2 separate regions of the Mus musculus genome follow, and region 2 is linked to region 1. A link is a contact called in public Hi-C data. All regions are on one chromosome and are shown on one strand. Each heading gives the region's core, a stretch centred on a gene start, on an enhancer-like site or on the middle of the called end of the contact. The rest is flanking DNA. Distances are from core to core; before and after follow the strand shown. Region 1 overlaps Pou2f2 (POU domain, class 2, transcription factor 2). Region 2 overlaps Dedd2 (death effector domain-containing DNA binding protein 2).

Region 1 (7,408 bases), core at 3,191-5,690:
GGGCTGGGGCGTGGCTCAGTGGTAGAGCCCCTGTCTAGAATCCTCCAGTGAGGGGCTGGGGCGTGGCTCAGTGGTAGAGCCCCTGCCTAGAATCCCCCAGTGAGGGGCTGGGGGCGTGGCTCAGTGGTAGAGCCCCTGCCTAGAATCCCCCAGTGAGGGGCTGGGGCGTGGCTCAGTGGTAGAGCCCCTGCCTAGAATCCTCCAGTGAGGGGCTGGGGCGTGGCTCAGTGGTAGAGCCCCTGCCTAGAATCCCCCAGTGAGGGGCTGGGGGCGTGGCTCAGTGGTAGAGTCCCTGCCTAGAATCCCCCAGTGAGGGGCTGGGGGCGTGGCTCAGTGGGAGAGCCCCTGCCTAGAATCCCCCAGTGAGGGGCTGGGGCGTGGCTCAGTGGTAGAGCCCCTGCCTAGAATCCCCCAGTGAGGAATTGGGGTGTGGCTCTGTAGAAGCACAGTATTTACTTCATTTGCCTGAGGCCAGGGTTCAAACCCCAGCACCACAAAACAAGCAAAAATAAATAAATAAATAAATAAATAAATAAATAAATAAATCATGACCCCCCACTTTAAAATGATATTATAATATAAAGTAACAAGGGAGCGTTCCCCTGCCAGGTAAACTGTTTGTCAGTTTTCTTCCCTGCAGCTTCTAAGCTGTCCCTCTGAAAGGATGATTATATTACGTACAGTTGGGTAATTGGCCCGTCTGGTGCTTGGTATGGTGCATTCTACTGAGCTGTGTGGATGTTTATCAAATCAATGAGGGATGTTTTGTCGTTACAGTTTTTCAATCAAGGAAAGGGGAGGTGTCTCTTCAGGGGGGTCTTTCAGAATGCCTGGAGCGGGAGTTGGTATTGACTGGAAACTTAACATAAACTGTGAAAACATCGGTCTGTATTGGCTGAGTTGGAAAGGAATACAGGGCATCTCCTAGCTTAAGGAAATCTGCTAGGCCGCGAGGGCTAGGGAATGTGTTCCCTACAGGGAATTTGGAACCAGGAACCGGGAGGTGGTGGAAGGTCAAAGATGGACAAGCCGGAGGAAAGGCTTTCCGACAGCGGGCAGTGTTGACGTAGGAAAGCTGGCGGGCTCAGAAGGCAGTAGGGAGAGATAACTGGATAAGTGTGGCTGGGCATCACAGTGGCCAAGGCTGATGTCTGGGTGGCTGAAGAACAGCAGGAGTGTTTGGCTCAGATCATTGAAAAGGTCTGCTTGGAGTATTGGGCCCAGCTCCAGGGACATCTCCTCAATGTCTTTCTGGAGCAAACAGAATATCCCCTGCGTCTCCCTGGCCTCGTTTGAATCCATACCTAAGCCTTGGAGAACTGCCTCTCACTCCTGAGACCTGAGCTTGGGGCAAGGCGGGTCCCCAGATAGAAGAGTGGAGCCCTGTTGTTTTAAAAAGGGGCAGTGGTGTAGGGTCAGCAGATAGACCAGAGCTATGGAGCTCTGGACTCGGTAGTCCTGCCTGCTGATTCCTGGCCTGGATGTGCAGTAACCTGGAATTTCAATAAAAGGTCGCACTGCGAGACTCTGAACGCTTCTCCAAGGTTTGTTCAGTGACCCAGTCAAGAATGCCGCTTCACTGGCTCCGCCCCTCCATGGGGCCTCACTGGCTCCGCCCCTCCATTGCCTCTATTTTTTAAAAATTTCCTCCCTTGACCAAACTTAGTTTTTTTGGATTTTTTTTATCCTATGTGTACCTGTGTGTATTTATGTGAACAAATGCCATGTCAGGGTGGGTGTCTGTAGAGGCTAGGGGACCTGAAGCTGAAGTTCCAGGCAGCTGTGAGGCGCCTGCTGAGCTGGCGCAGAGCTTCGTCTAGCCGGGCAGTGGTGGCACACTTGGGAGGCAGAGGCAGGCGGATTTCTGAACCGTCTCGAAAAAGAAAACAAACAAACAAACAAAAGCCTGACTCTACATGGCACAAGCTAACCCTGAACTCCTTTTTAGCTCACACTGGCCTTGAACCTTTACTCCTTCCTCGACCCCCAGAAGCTCCACGGCTCCCACCTCCTGCTCCGCTCTGTGCTCTGAACCCTTCCTAGCACACTGACTGGAACCATCACTTCCATGAAGTCCCCGGTGCGCCATGCCTACCCATGGCCGGCAGTCCTTGAGTATGGTGTGCGCTAGCAGGGAAACAGACCGTAAACAAACACAAACCAGCCAACAAGTGGTTCAGAGGAAGGGTGATTCACAAAACGAAACAAGGCCTCGTGGGAAAGGGAGGGGTTGGTCTAATGGGTGGTTAGGAAAGATTTCACTGAGAAGATGGCCTTTGAGAACCTAGGGCTGAGTGAGTCAGTTTTGAAAGAAAAGGGGGTGGGGGTGGGCGTGGGGGGGGGTGTCGGGGAAACAGCCAGGTACAGGCAGAGAGGGAAAGCAGGCTGGCTTGAGCAAGGCTCAGAGGGAAGCGATATGATTGGCTGGAGTGGGGTGGACAAGGAGGCTAGGCACATCTTGTGATCCCAGCACTTGGGGGGTGGGGACAGGAGGATGAGGACTCAAGCCCTGCCTTAGCTATGTGAGACAGTGTCTCAATCAACCAACGAACCCACCACGGGCTGGGGACATAGCTTGGTGTATAAAGTATGCTGACAAAGCATGGTGAAGACTCAGGTAGATCCCTAGCATCCTTGTAAAAATTGTGGGCTCAACAGTTCTTTCTTACCTGCGATCCTAGCTCTGTGACAACAGGACACTTGGGGCTTGCTGGCCCACCAGCCTAGCTGACTTGTTGGCCTTCTGGTTCAATGAGAGACCCTGTCTTAAAACATGAAGTGAAGAGTGACTGCCATCCTGTCCCTACATTCATATATACACATGTATACAGGCATGCGCATGCATGCACGAGTGTACAAAGATAAGTATGTGGGGAGGCAGGCATAAGGGAGAGGATTGAGAGAGAATTTAGTCTATAATTTAGAAATTTTTCTAAAGCCAGGGCTGGTAGCACATACTTATAACTCCAGCACTCAGGAGGCTGAGGCAGAAGGACTGCCCTGAGTTTGAGTTCATCTGGGCTACAGTGTGAGACCCTAACTCAAAAGACCAAAGCACAATTGTTTTAGCTGGAGGCATGGCCACTTGGTAAGGGTGCTTACAGGAGTTCCTGGGTTCCATCTACAGCACTGCATAAACCTCTGGTGCTGGCATATGCCTGTAATCCCAGAACTCACAAGGTAGAGGCAGGAGGCAGTGTTCAAAAGGATCAGAGGGTTCAAGACCACCCTTGGCTACACGGCCGGATGGGGTAGCCTGAAATCCACAACTAGGGTTTGTCACATGCGGGGCAGGCAGGCCGGCAATTAAACCAGGTGCCAAGTCTCCTGAGAGGCGTTCAACAGGGGAGTGGCGTGATTTGATTGACCCCTTATGGCTCCTTGTGTTGGCTGATGGGAAGAGGGGCTATAGATCTGGATGTAGAATCGAGAGCCATTGGAAGTGGGCACACAGGTGGGAGGGGAGGCTGGCTTGCACAGGAAGGGTGTGGTGTAGGAACATGGATTGCATTGGCCAAGAACTGATTTTGGCTTCTGTACCTGGTTGGTTTTCCAAATTAGAAAAGAAGCAAGTGTTTCATTGGACCTGTTGGGTCTTGAATTTACCACCACCACCACCACCAGGGTCTCACCATGAAGCCCTGGCTGACCTCTAACTCAATGAGATCCATAAGCCCCCTCCCTGAGTGCTGGGATTAAAGGTGTGTACCTCCATAGCTAGCCTGAGGAGTCTCTTAATTACTCAAGTTGGGGCCGTCACGCAGGCAGGCCGGTATCTCTGGCTAACACTCCACAGAGCCTGGGTGGGAACTGGACCTTGTTCCTGGTTAAGAGGACAGATTTGAAAGGCAGATGAGGTTCGCACCGTTAACAGCTCACGATGGGGTAGGATGCGTGAGGGGACAGTGGCGGCTTGCGCCTGTGTGTAAGTAATGCGTTCAGATTTCTAAAGCGCTCTCTGAATAATGACATCACTCCGGCCCCAGTGAAACCCGGGGAAGAATTACCCAGTTTTCTCTCATTTCCCAGATAAGAAAGCTGGCACCCAGAGGCAAGAATGATTCAATAATCGTGACTCCAAAGTCAGGCTATTTAACATACTTGTCACCACAAATATTTATCATCTCTGTATGGTAGAAACATTTAAGGTCTCTGGGGGGAGGGGGCAAGCGGGTTCTGAGGTGCAGCTTGCCTGGCATGCCTGAGGTCCTGGGTTCAATCCCTAGCACTGACAATAATAATAATTATAATAGTTGTTGTGGTGGTTTTCAGACAGAGTCTCTTGTAACCCATTCTGGGCTGGAAGTCTCTATGCAGCCCGAGCTGACCTTGAACGCCTCAACTTCCTGCCTCTGCCTCTGAGGTGCTGAGACTGCAGGCATACCCCACATACCACACCCCGCTCTTTTTAGCTGTTTGGAAATATGCAATATGTCATTAACTACAGCTACTTCCCTGCTGTGCCAGAACAACAGAACTTTTCCTTCCTATCTAACCGAAACTGTACCCACTGACAGTGTCACCCTGCTGCCCATCCCCCACGCGCAGAACGCAGTGACAGCTCCTGTTCTCTCCTTTCCCACAGTTCGACTCTTCCCCCCCCCCCCCCCACCGCTCTCCGGCCTATTCTTGAGTCAAGGGTGTATCCAGACCTGGTCACCATCTGCCAACACCCTCCAGTCATGGTGGTGGGGCTTTTCAGGGGCGGGAGGCATGGTGGGGTGAGGGCCTCCTCTCTGTGCACTGGGGTGAGGCGCAGCACCTGGGCCATTGTCGCAGCTGGCCAGCTCCGGGGCTCTGACCTCTTCCCATTCACTCACATAGCTTTCTACCCCACCCCCACCTTCACCCCCAGTGGGGACTGAGGCCCAATGAGAAAGTGATCGCTTACACTGCCATGCCTTCACCCGTGTAGCGCATTAGCTGTGTGTCTGTCTCTCTGTCCCCGTCTGTCTTTTTTTTTTAAAGATTTATTTATTTATTATATGTAAGTACACTGTAGCTGTCTTCAGACACTCCAGAAGAGGGCGTCAGATCTCATTACAGATGGTTTTGAGCCACCATGTGGTTGTTGGGAATTGAACTCAGGACCTTTGGAAGAGCAGTCAGTGCTCTTACCCACTGAGCCATCTCACCAGTCCTTTTTTGTTTGTTTGTTTGTTTTGTTTTGTTTTGCCTTTTTCAAGACAGGGTTTCTCTGTGTAGCCCTGGAACTCACTCTGTAGACCAGGCTGGCCTCGAACTCAGAAATCTGCCTGCCTCTGCCTCCCGAGTGCTGGGATTAAAGGCGTGCGCCACCATGCCCGGCTTCCCAGTCTGTCTTTAGCAAAGCATAGTCAGACTGCCCTGTAACCTGTTGGGTAGTGTATGCACTGGAAGCAAGAACTGGCTCCTTCCCAGGCTGGGTGTGGTGATGGTAATGCCCACCTATAATCCCAGCATTGAGAAGGCAGAGGCAGGAAAGATTATAACAAGTTTGAGGCCAGCCTGGGCTATATAGTGTGTTCCCAGCCAGCCTGGGCTACATAATAAACTGAATCGTAGAAAAGAGCTGGTCTCTTCCCTTCTCAGCTTCAGTAGGGTATGCTAACCCTCCCAGCTGGTTAGAGACAAAAAAATTGATTTATAAAATAGGCTGTCCAGGGTCTCTTCCAGCAGCTGTCAGCTCACTCAACTTCACCATTTGAGGCTTGAGTAGCGCGCCCCCAAGTGGCTAAAGAGAGCCAAGCGGCCTCTGGATTGTAGACCGATGGGGCCTCCTACTGGCCAAGCCCTGTGCCGGGTCTACTCCCTCCACGCTAAAATCTCTAACGATTTTTATTCCTTCACTCAGCAAATTAGGGTAGGGTTGGATATGTGCGGGCACCTTTCTTGGCGAGGATAAAGTAGACGGTTTTGTGTGTCTGTCGTAGCTGAGAGAAAGACAGGAAGCAGTTCCAGAAGAGCAGAGGAGAATGTGATGTGAAGAATGGCTTCGTGACAGGGAAGGGAGATAGGGGAGCAGGTGGCCGCCTGAGGAAGAGCACTGATGGAAACGTGAATGAAGTGGAAGGGGGTGGGTCTTAGCATAAATAGCAAAGGCCTGGGCTGAGTGACAAGCACTGGAGGTTCATTTCTGGCTTGAGTGACAAGGAGGGGCTGTGTGGCCGGACAGGGATCAGAGGGCAGGAAAGTCTCAAGGAGAGGAAAGGCCCGGCCGAGCCAGGCTGCAGCCAAGTGCTTGGATGCTATCCCACATGGGGACAAAAGACAGTGCAGGCCAGATGGTTTAAAGTTCACAGTAGGACTGGTGAGATGGCTCAGTGGTTAAGAGCACTGACTGCTCTTCCGAAGGTCCGAAGTTCAAATCCCAGCAACCACATGGTGGCTCACAACCATCCGTAATGAGATCTGACGCCCTCTTCTGGAGTGTCTGAAGACAGCTACAGTGTACTTATGTATAATAATAAATCTTTGGGCGAGCGCGTATTGCCAGGCAATGGTGGCACACTTCTTTAATCCTAGCACTTGGGAGGCAGAGACAGGGATTTCTGAGTTTGAGGTTAGCCTGGTTTGCAGAGTGAGTTCTAGGATGGTCGGGACTGCACAGAGAAACCTTGTCTTTAAAGATGGCTCAGCAGTTAAGAGCACTGGCTGCTCTTCCAGAGGTCCTGAGTTCAATTCCCAGCACCCACATAGTGGCTCATAACCATCTATTATAGAATCCGATACCCCTTTCTGGTGTGTCTGAAGACAATGACAGTGTACTTGTCTTAAATAAATAAATCTTGAAAGAAAGAGAGAGGAAGAGAGAGAGAGAGCAAACAAGCAAAAACATTTTTTTCATCATGATGCTTTTTTGCATCTTACCAAAACCTTTTGTGGAAACTAAAAAAAAAAAAAATTTAAAGTTTGCATCAAGTCACATGCATCCAAAAGGACATGAAAATGAGTGGACTGGATCTGTGGGAGTTGGGGGCGGGCAGGAGAGGGTAACAAGGCAAATATGGCTGAAATACATAGGTGCAGTATGGAAATATCAGAAGCCCAGTGTCATATATAATTAATATATACTAATAACAGTTGGGCCATGGGGTGGCTCAGCACATAAAGATGCTCCCTGCCGAGGCGCGAGGTCACATCCCAGCACTCAGGTGACAACCCACAAGCACCCGTGACTCTGCCTATGAGGAGTCTGACTCCTTCTTCAGGCCTCCATGTGTACACACTTACAGCCACACACATACATATGCATGTGCACACACCCAACCCACACCCAGACATCTGCAGCAGGAGGATGGCAGGTCATGGTCAGCCTCAGCTACACGGGGAATCTCGAGCCAGCTCGAGATTCATGTAGTCAGCTACATGAGACACTGACTCAGGAGAAAAAGAACCTCAGAAGTCTGTTGCTATCAGACCCTCTCTG
Region 2 (7,408 bases), core at 1,914-4,413, 98 kb before region 1:
AAAAAGCCTGAGTGCACATCACCCTGAGTGATCCCCAGGGGCACAGAGGCCATGAGGGTTTGTTTGGTGGAGTGACGATGGGAGAAGACCGCTAAGGGGGCCAGGCAAGAACAGGGTCTTGGCGTGGGGCTCTGGCTACTGTGAAATTTGCTCTGTAGGCTAGATTGGTCTTAAGCTTCTGGTGATCCTCCTGCCTCTGCCTCCTAAGGGTTGGAATGTGGTCTGGCTCCATATCATTTCATGTGTGCAGCAGGGAGACTGGAGGGGGCTTTTCTGAGAACAGTGCCTCATGTGGCCCGCCTAGAACTTGATCCATAGCCAAGGCTGCACTTGAACTTCTGACTCGACTGGCTTTGTCTTCAAGCATGTTGTGCTACCATGCCCATGTTACAACTTTGTAATGAAAAATATACAAGAGCAGAAGGAATGCCCTCATAACCCCCAGGCCCTTTGATTTCAGTTATCCATGGTAACTGACCTCTTCTCCGTGCACCGTGATGTCATCTCTGTGCGCCGTGTTGTCCTGCAGTTATCCCAGTTGTCTTATTACTTACTAAACAGATAGAAGCAATGTCCCTTTTAAAAAAGTTTTTAGACAGGATGGCACACTATATCTCAGGCTGGACTTGAACTTGTAGTAATCCTCCTGCCTCAGCTTCCTATATGTTAGGATTGCAGGCAGATGTCAGCACTCTGCCCATTGACGTTTTCAGGCTCTTTTCCTGGCTCACAGTGGTTCCTTAATCAGGAGGCAGTAGTCACTAACCTCTCTCTGAAGCTTGGTGGCAGCCTCTCCTGTCAGGCTGGCACAGAGCCAGGCAACTGGAGCGGGAGCCTACTGTCCACTCCAGGTGGGCATTTACTCCAGGCTAGCCCTTACTGTGGTGTATATTTCCACGGAGGCTACTTGGGCTGGGCACTTCAGTGCTGTGAGAGTTAGATCTTTGTCCTCAGCACACCCACCCAGGAATGCAAGGGAGGTTCGTTCCAGGGCTCTCAGAGACAGTTGGTAGGCAGCTATGCTTACCACTATACCACCAATGCGAGACTCCAGCTGGAACCTGCTCCCTCCATCAACCTGGTGCTTGCTTGAGAAGACGCTCTCTCTTCTGCATCTTTTTCTGCCCCCAAATGAGAAGGGAACAAGGCGGTGCTCAGGCCCATGTGTGTAGGAATCAGACACAGCTTCCCAACTTTAGGAAGGCAGAGCCTGTTGGGTAGCTGTCCCCAGCATTACCAAAACAGAGTTGTAGGCAGCCTGAGCCAGGCCTGCCCTTCTCTCCGCCTGTCACTTTCTCATGAGTGTCTTGCCCTTGCTCCTGCCTACTTAGTGCTCTCACCCAGCCCCTGTGGTGGTCATCCCTGAGCCAGGGGTCCTTGTCCCCACATGACTCATGCTTAGGGCCCCGGTGCTCACCTTGGTCTCTTTAGGGCAGTGCTGCTAGGACACCACGGGGTTATGGAGAGGTGTGGTTACCTCCAGATGTCCACAGTAGGGGCTTAGCTGTTAAATGAGACCAGACCTCCCAACCCTGCTGTCAGTGACCTTCCCCACAGCTGGTGATGGCCCTAAGCTCTTTTCTCTCTGGCAGACACACCACCCTTCCCATGTCTCTGGTCTTCCTGGCTAATCCAGTGTCTACCTCACACTTCACTTCAAGTGCCATTTTCTAGAACGGAACTCTAAGGTCCCTGCCTATCGTCTTCCCGCCTGGCCTTAGAATGCCCTGTAATTTCATGTTTATATATGCTTGTGTGAGAGGCAGCCGACAGGGTTGGGCGGTTAGTAGCTTGGGCTCAGAACAGAGCTGGTCACCTTGGATAGAATTCTGGAATGGTCCAGCTTGATGATTCAACCTCTGGGCCCCAGTTTCCTCATCCACAGAAGGGAGGCTCAGCATCGCCTCGTAAAGCCGTGGACATGATCAAAGGGCTCAGAGGGCCAGGTGCATGTGTCTGGGGCAGCCAGAAGAGAGTCCACGCAAGTGTCACTTGTTCATGCTGGCTCAGGGTTGAGGAGAGGCTGTGTGGTGAGCAGGTGATTCAGGGCCAGGGTGGCACTGCGGTGGGTGGGGCTCATTGTTGGAGCGTCTTGTCCCTCCCTTTCCTGTGATCTATTTCCAGGTCGGAGGTGGACTGTGCTCTGGTAGGTAGAGTGTTTCCTCATTTGTAATGGCAGTAATGACGGGACCCTTAGGATTAGATGGGGTAAGACAGGAAAAGCCCCCAGGGGTGGGCCTGGCCTGGGAGGGGAGGGCTAACAGTGGGCAGCTTGTCTCTGCCCCACCCATGGCATGCCCTTCTTCATCCTTGGATGCCTGATACTCTGTAAACACCTGGTGAGAGACTGTCCAGCGTCTCTGTTCCACCTTCCCGGGGACGAGCACTCTGAGCAGTAGATGGCTGGTTTCCATGTTTGTTGAGTAACCTGCACTATGGGAGAGGATCAGGGAAGGGCCTGGCTGGGCTGGGCGTGGTGCCTTATGCAGTGCTTTCCTGGGCGAGTTGGCGTGTTCAAGGCACAGGAGGTGGCCGGATCATTCTGTGAGGGTGTAAGGGGAAAGCAGAGTGTGGAAAGGAGGGGCAGGGGTGGTCGAGTTGGTAAAGGAGGAGATTGACTGGACCCAGTGGAGAGGCGGAGGGCCTAGGTAGGGTCACGTGGGGAGAGAGGTGGGTTTCGAAATCACAGTTCCTGATTCTGTGACCTTCGTGTGCTGTGAGCCCCTGAGCCCGGCACTGTACCAGTTGCTCCATTTAATCCTCGTGACTACCGTGCAGCAGGGACCTCTTGTTTGTTTGTGTTTTTCAGATGGGGAAACAGGCTCAGAGAGGTGAGGTCACATGCCCAAGGCCCACAGCTAGAGCGTGGCAGAGCTGGGACTCACTTTCAGGTGTGTGGGACCCCACCAGCTGCCTCTGGCTCTGCCTCTGCCCAGCCCTGTGTGGCCTTGGGCAGCTTCTGACTCCCCCACTCCCATGGTCCCCACCCTCAGTTGGGAAGTGTGGTCAGAGGCTTTTGGGAGGCAAGGATGGGGGCCCAGAGGGCTTATCTGGCCTTGAGGATGAGGGTAGCTGGGTCCACAAGCAGCCGTGGGAGCTGAGGCCGACCCCTCCAGGCTGAGTTCTCTGGGCCTCCAGGGGACAGGATGCGGTTCCCCTCAAGGTAGAAAGAGGAAGGCTTTGGGGCGGGGGGAGGAGGAAGTGAGTGTGGTAAAAGGTCATCTGTGGTGCTGGGGACCTGCCTTCCTGCCTTTTACTCTTTGCTCTCTGTTGAACGGCTGTGAAAGGTGACGGCTCCCACTGCGGTAGAACCTTCTTCCCAGGGCTTCGATTTCCTTTTGGGTTGAAGGTGGCCCTTGACTTCCGGGTTGGGGCATGTCCAGGGTCAGTCACAGCTGTCGGCCACTGTGGTTTCAGGAATAGACACTGAGTTGCAGCCTCCTCACTGGCTCTGTGCTTTCTGTCCCTTCTTGTCTTTGTTATATTCTCATTAACAGCCCTTCAGGCAGGGACTGTGCCCTGGTCTAGGTGAGGACCGGTGTTTACATAGGCTCTGATTTGCCCAGGGGTACTGCTGTCTGGATCCAGGAGTCCCTGCCAGGCTGTGTGACCTTGGACTCCACTTCAGATCTGTAAATGGAGTGTATAGGGGCCTGCCTCACAGGCCTGTGTGTGGCTTGAGCTCTGACTCACACACTTGGAGGTCGTGATGTTTGGCAATTGTTGATGCTATAGAACTATTGGTTGCTGTGGTCCCTAAGCATAGCTGAACCTGACACGACCGTGTCCCAGTAGAGAGGTAATAAGCCCAAACCCATGCTTGCAGCGACTCTTAGAGAACTGTCTTTGTCCCCTTCGCAGAGGTGTTACCTCCTTTGGGCAAGTGCAGGTTTAGGCTAAATGACAGGAACTAACCTTAAAGTGTTTAAGGGAGAGTGGGGAACAATGGCGGTGCCTGCCGGTCCAGTGGTGGTATCTGCTGGTCCTGATGGTTCTTCCTGCTACATGATGGACTCAGGGATCTCTTTCCCTCTGCTGTTGGCTCCGTGTGGGCTTCATTCTCCTCCCTGGGTGTCCTGGTAGCCCTTAGCAGCCCTGGGCTAACCCTGTCATCTAAGAATACTGTACCCTCAGCAGAGCTGGGTCTCCTGGGCTTTGCTGAGGCCCCTTGCTCCCTGAAGCTTGTAGGAGGATGGGCTGTGTTTGATCTGAGATTCTCTCTGTGTGAGAGGTGGGTATGAGGCTGGCTGCCGAAAGCCAGGTCCCTTGGCTTATGCATTGGTTCATTCACAGACACAAATACTGAGCTCTGTATGCCCAGGGTGTGTGCCTGAGCCACACACCAAGTCCTTCAGGGTGTTGCTACCTGGGGAACTCGGGATGCTGCTGCTGGAGTAGGTTAGAAGACAACATGTGCCTTGGGGAAAACCAAGCTGGGTCTGGGGAGCTGGAGAAGCTGCCAGAGAGCGAGGGTGGCGGTGGATCTAGAGTAGGTCTGGTCTGGGTGGGCCTCACCGGGAACTGGGCATCAGAAAAAGGGTTGTAGGAACTGGAGAGAGAATAGCCTCAGCGGACAGAGGCTCAGAGGTGGTGTTGAACGGGATGGAGGAGGCTGCCTTGTGATTCAGGGAGTTGAGATTGGAGAGGATGCTGTAAATCAGAAGTAGCAGAGAGGGGTAGTCTTCCCCCCGGTGTGGCTGTGGGAAGGGGGTGGGGCAGGGGGAGGGGAAGCGTGGTTCCTGCTGATGAGTCCTCCTTCTCCTGCAGACATCCGGCTCCGGGTTCGGGCAGAGTACTGCGAGCATGGGCCAGCCTTGGAGCAGGGTGTGGCGTCCCGGAGACCTCAGGCGTTGGCCCGGCAGCTGGATGTGTTTGGACAAGCCACTGCTGTGCTGCGGTCAAGGGACCTGGGCTCTGTGGTGTGTGACATCAAGTTCTCAGAGCTGTCCTATCTGGACGCCTTCTGGGGCGACTACCTGAGTGGCGCCCTGCTGCAGGCCCTTCGGGGCGTGTTCCTGACTGAGGCTTTACGGGAGGCCGTGGGCCGAGAGGCTGTCCGCTTGCTGGTCAGTGTGGACGAGGCTGACTATGAGGCTGGCCGGCGTCGCCTGTTGCTGATGGAGGAGGAAGGAGGGCGGCGTGGGACCGAGGCCTCCTGATCCTGGATCTGGCAGGACTGACCCCACCTCCAAGTCTTCGAGGGCCACCAGAAAGACGACGACCCTCTTGCCCCCAGACGTCTGACATTCAGCAGCTTGAGGACGGTGTCAGGGCTGCAGGTTCCATGATGGCCTCTCCGATGATGTGGGCTTTGAGGCATAAACCACTTCCAGCTGCTTCCATCCCGAGTTCCCTGCTCCCAGGTGGTTTCCCTCAGCCTTGGGGGCCCAGGCTCACAGAGCCCCGAAGCAGGGAGGCATAACCCCCTGCACATCGTGTCTCTCACTCTGGGCTGATGCTGTCTGCCCCACACACTTTAGCCTAAGGGCTACTCTCTCAGGATCTCAGATTTACTGTCCCCATGTGGGTTTCAGCCACAGCAGTGGGCTCTGGAGCTGGGGATTGCTCACCTTGCCCATTCATCTAACCAACCTGGGCTCTGCCTGCCGCACATACAGATATCCCACTCTCATCACCTTCCCCTGCTCCCTGGAGTGAGACAGACTTGCCTTTGGGCCTTTTAACCCAGACTATCACACATGGGCTTTGTGGCCACATCAGGTCAAGGGAAGCTGTTTCATACAGAGCTAGGACCAGAACCAGCCACTTTCTCGTGAAGGGAAGACGAGGACGAGGGCTGATGGGAAGATGGTTCACAAACTGCGCCAATAAAACTGCCCTGGAAAGGGCACAGGTGGGCGTCCAGGCTCTCCGGTACTTTTTGTTCGTCAGCAAGGGGAAAGGGCTGGAGAAGAGCAAGATGCTAGCTCATCTGAACAGGCATCTCCATTCCTTGGGCCTCTTTTTCCTTAACCATCACAGGAAATAAGGCCCTGGCATCGACGCCCAGCCTGTTCACACATGCACTGTAGGGTTCTGTATGCTCATGGAGGGGAAATCTTTCTAAGTTTTATGTGTGCTTGTGCACCACGTGTGTTCTGGCCTCCTCGGAGGCCAAAGAACAGGGTGTTAGATGCCTTGGAACTAGAGTTAGAGCCAGTCAAGTCACTGTGAGGCTGCTGGGTCCTCCGGAAGAACAGCCAGTGATTCTAACCACTGAGCCGCTTCTCCAGCCATTTTCAGGTGTTCGTAACGAGCCCGTACACTGAGTGTAGTGCCCATGGATGGCCAAGTTGTGAGATCGCCCTGGAACTCAAGTTCCCAGAAGTCGTGAGCTGCCTGACATGGCAGCTTGGAACCGAACCCTGGTCCCCTGGAAGAGGACTCCAGGATTTTTAGCCCTCTCAGTGAGAGGAATTGATTATTTCCAAAACTGTTGGAGCCCTGGGAATGGGGAACTGGAAAGGAGAGGCAGCCAGGGGTTCTCTGCCTGCAATTCCTTCCCCCGAGGCTCCCAACCCTCCCTCTCTGACTTTGGGTTTCAGAGTCCAAAGCTAAAGCACTACTTGCCACTATGTGGCCCAAGGGGAATGTGTGAGGCCTCTCCTGCCTTCTCCCCTCAGAAGGCAAAGACTCGAGTGTTTCTCACACGAAATCAAGTCTTCCATCCTTAGGGCCTAAGGAGCAAGGACTGGAGAGATGGGGGTGGGTGGGTGGGTAGATTCCAAGGGCTGCCCTCTTCTGCGTCAAGAAGTGTTCTTGCCCATGCCTAAGTGCTCTTCCTGGACCCCTAATGGTTGGTGGACAGGGAAGAAATGGCAGACGTAGGGGTTGAGTTCTGTCCAGGAGTGGAGGTGGGTCCCACCGGCCTCTGTGTGTCCTCAGAACCTGCTCTTACTGCCTCAGAGCAAAGTTCTACTAGGTGGTCTGATGGCAGGCTGCATTGTGTGAGGTCAGTAAAGCAGTGCCCTGAAGGGTGAGCGGTTGCAGGCAGGCTGGACCAGTGAGGGGAGGCTTGCTTAAGTAGTCCTTTCCTGTCTGGCCCGGGAAGAGCATAGGCTTGCTTTTATTAGTTTGTTGAGAACTGGGTCCTACTCTGTATCTCTGAAACACATAATGTGGATCAGGCTGACCTCAGAGGTCCAACTGCCTCTGCCCCAGAGCTCTGGGATATGCCCTTAGGCCTTCTTACCACAGTTTAGCTCTGAGGCTCTCCCAGCGTGAGTTTTAAGTGTACCTGGAGGTGAAGCTGCCACACTCCTTGGCCCAGGACTGGCTCTGTTCAAGCCTTGAGGTAGCTCCCCTTTTCCCTCAGCTACAGTCTGAGGCTTCTGGCTGGGCAGATTTCCTGCTCCAGGCCAGTTCTTTCCATGCCTCTCTCAGACAGCCTCTCCTGCCTGTTAACTTC

Evidence for each region. Hi-C and Micro-C count contacts between places; a contact is called where the count stands out from the background.
Region 2: a contact with region 1 is called in a Hi-C map of bone marrow-derived macrophages, with 41 read pairs. The contact joins two enhancer-like sites. A contact is called at or near these places in 6 of 39 promoter capture datasets (the C10 cell line, the HPC-7 cell line, cranial neural crest and 3 more), 1 of 15 datasets of contacts at CTCF or cohesin (CD8 T cells), 19 of 484 Hi-C or Micro-C datasets (B cells, LSK cells, Th1 cells and 13 more), 24 of 115 datasets of contacts at active chromatin or transcription factors (the 230-238 cell line, the HPC-7 cell line, the SCID.adh cell line and 15 more) and 3 of 9 other capture datasets (adipose tissue, liver and pancreatic islet).

What each region holds. Positions count from the first base shown.
Region 1 is chr7:25,104,308-25,111,715 of GRCm38.p6, reverse strand. All of the region lies in intron 5 of Pou2f2 (POU domain, class 2, transcription factor 2), which reads left to right. Among named protein-coding and RNA genes, the nearest start is that of Mir6537, 11 kb to the right of the region's middle. Within about 2 kb of position 4,440, at least 43 of the 459 cell types and tissues checked have an H3K27ac peak or open chromatin away from gene starts, as enhancers often do. A contact at or near this core is called in B cells, CD8 T cells, acute myeloid leukemia and 1 more, where this site is marked.
Region 2 is chr7:25,201,291-25,208,698 of GRCm38.p6, reverse strand. Dedd2 (death effector domain-containing DNA binding protein 2) reads left to right here. Exons shown (of 5, transcript NM_207677.3): 5 at 4,768-5,859. The coding sequence ends at 5,159. Among named protein-coding and RNA genes, the nearest start is that of Mir7048, 13 kb to the left of the region's middle. Within about 2 kb of position 3,163, at least 92 of the 459 cell types and tissues checked have an H3K27ac peak or open chromatin away from gene starts, as enhancers often do. A contact at or near this core is called in B cells, CD8 T cells, acute myeloid leukemia and 1 more, where this site is marked.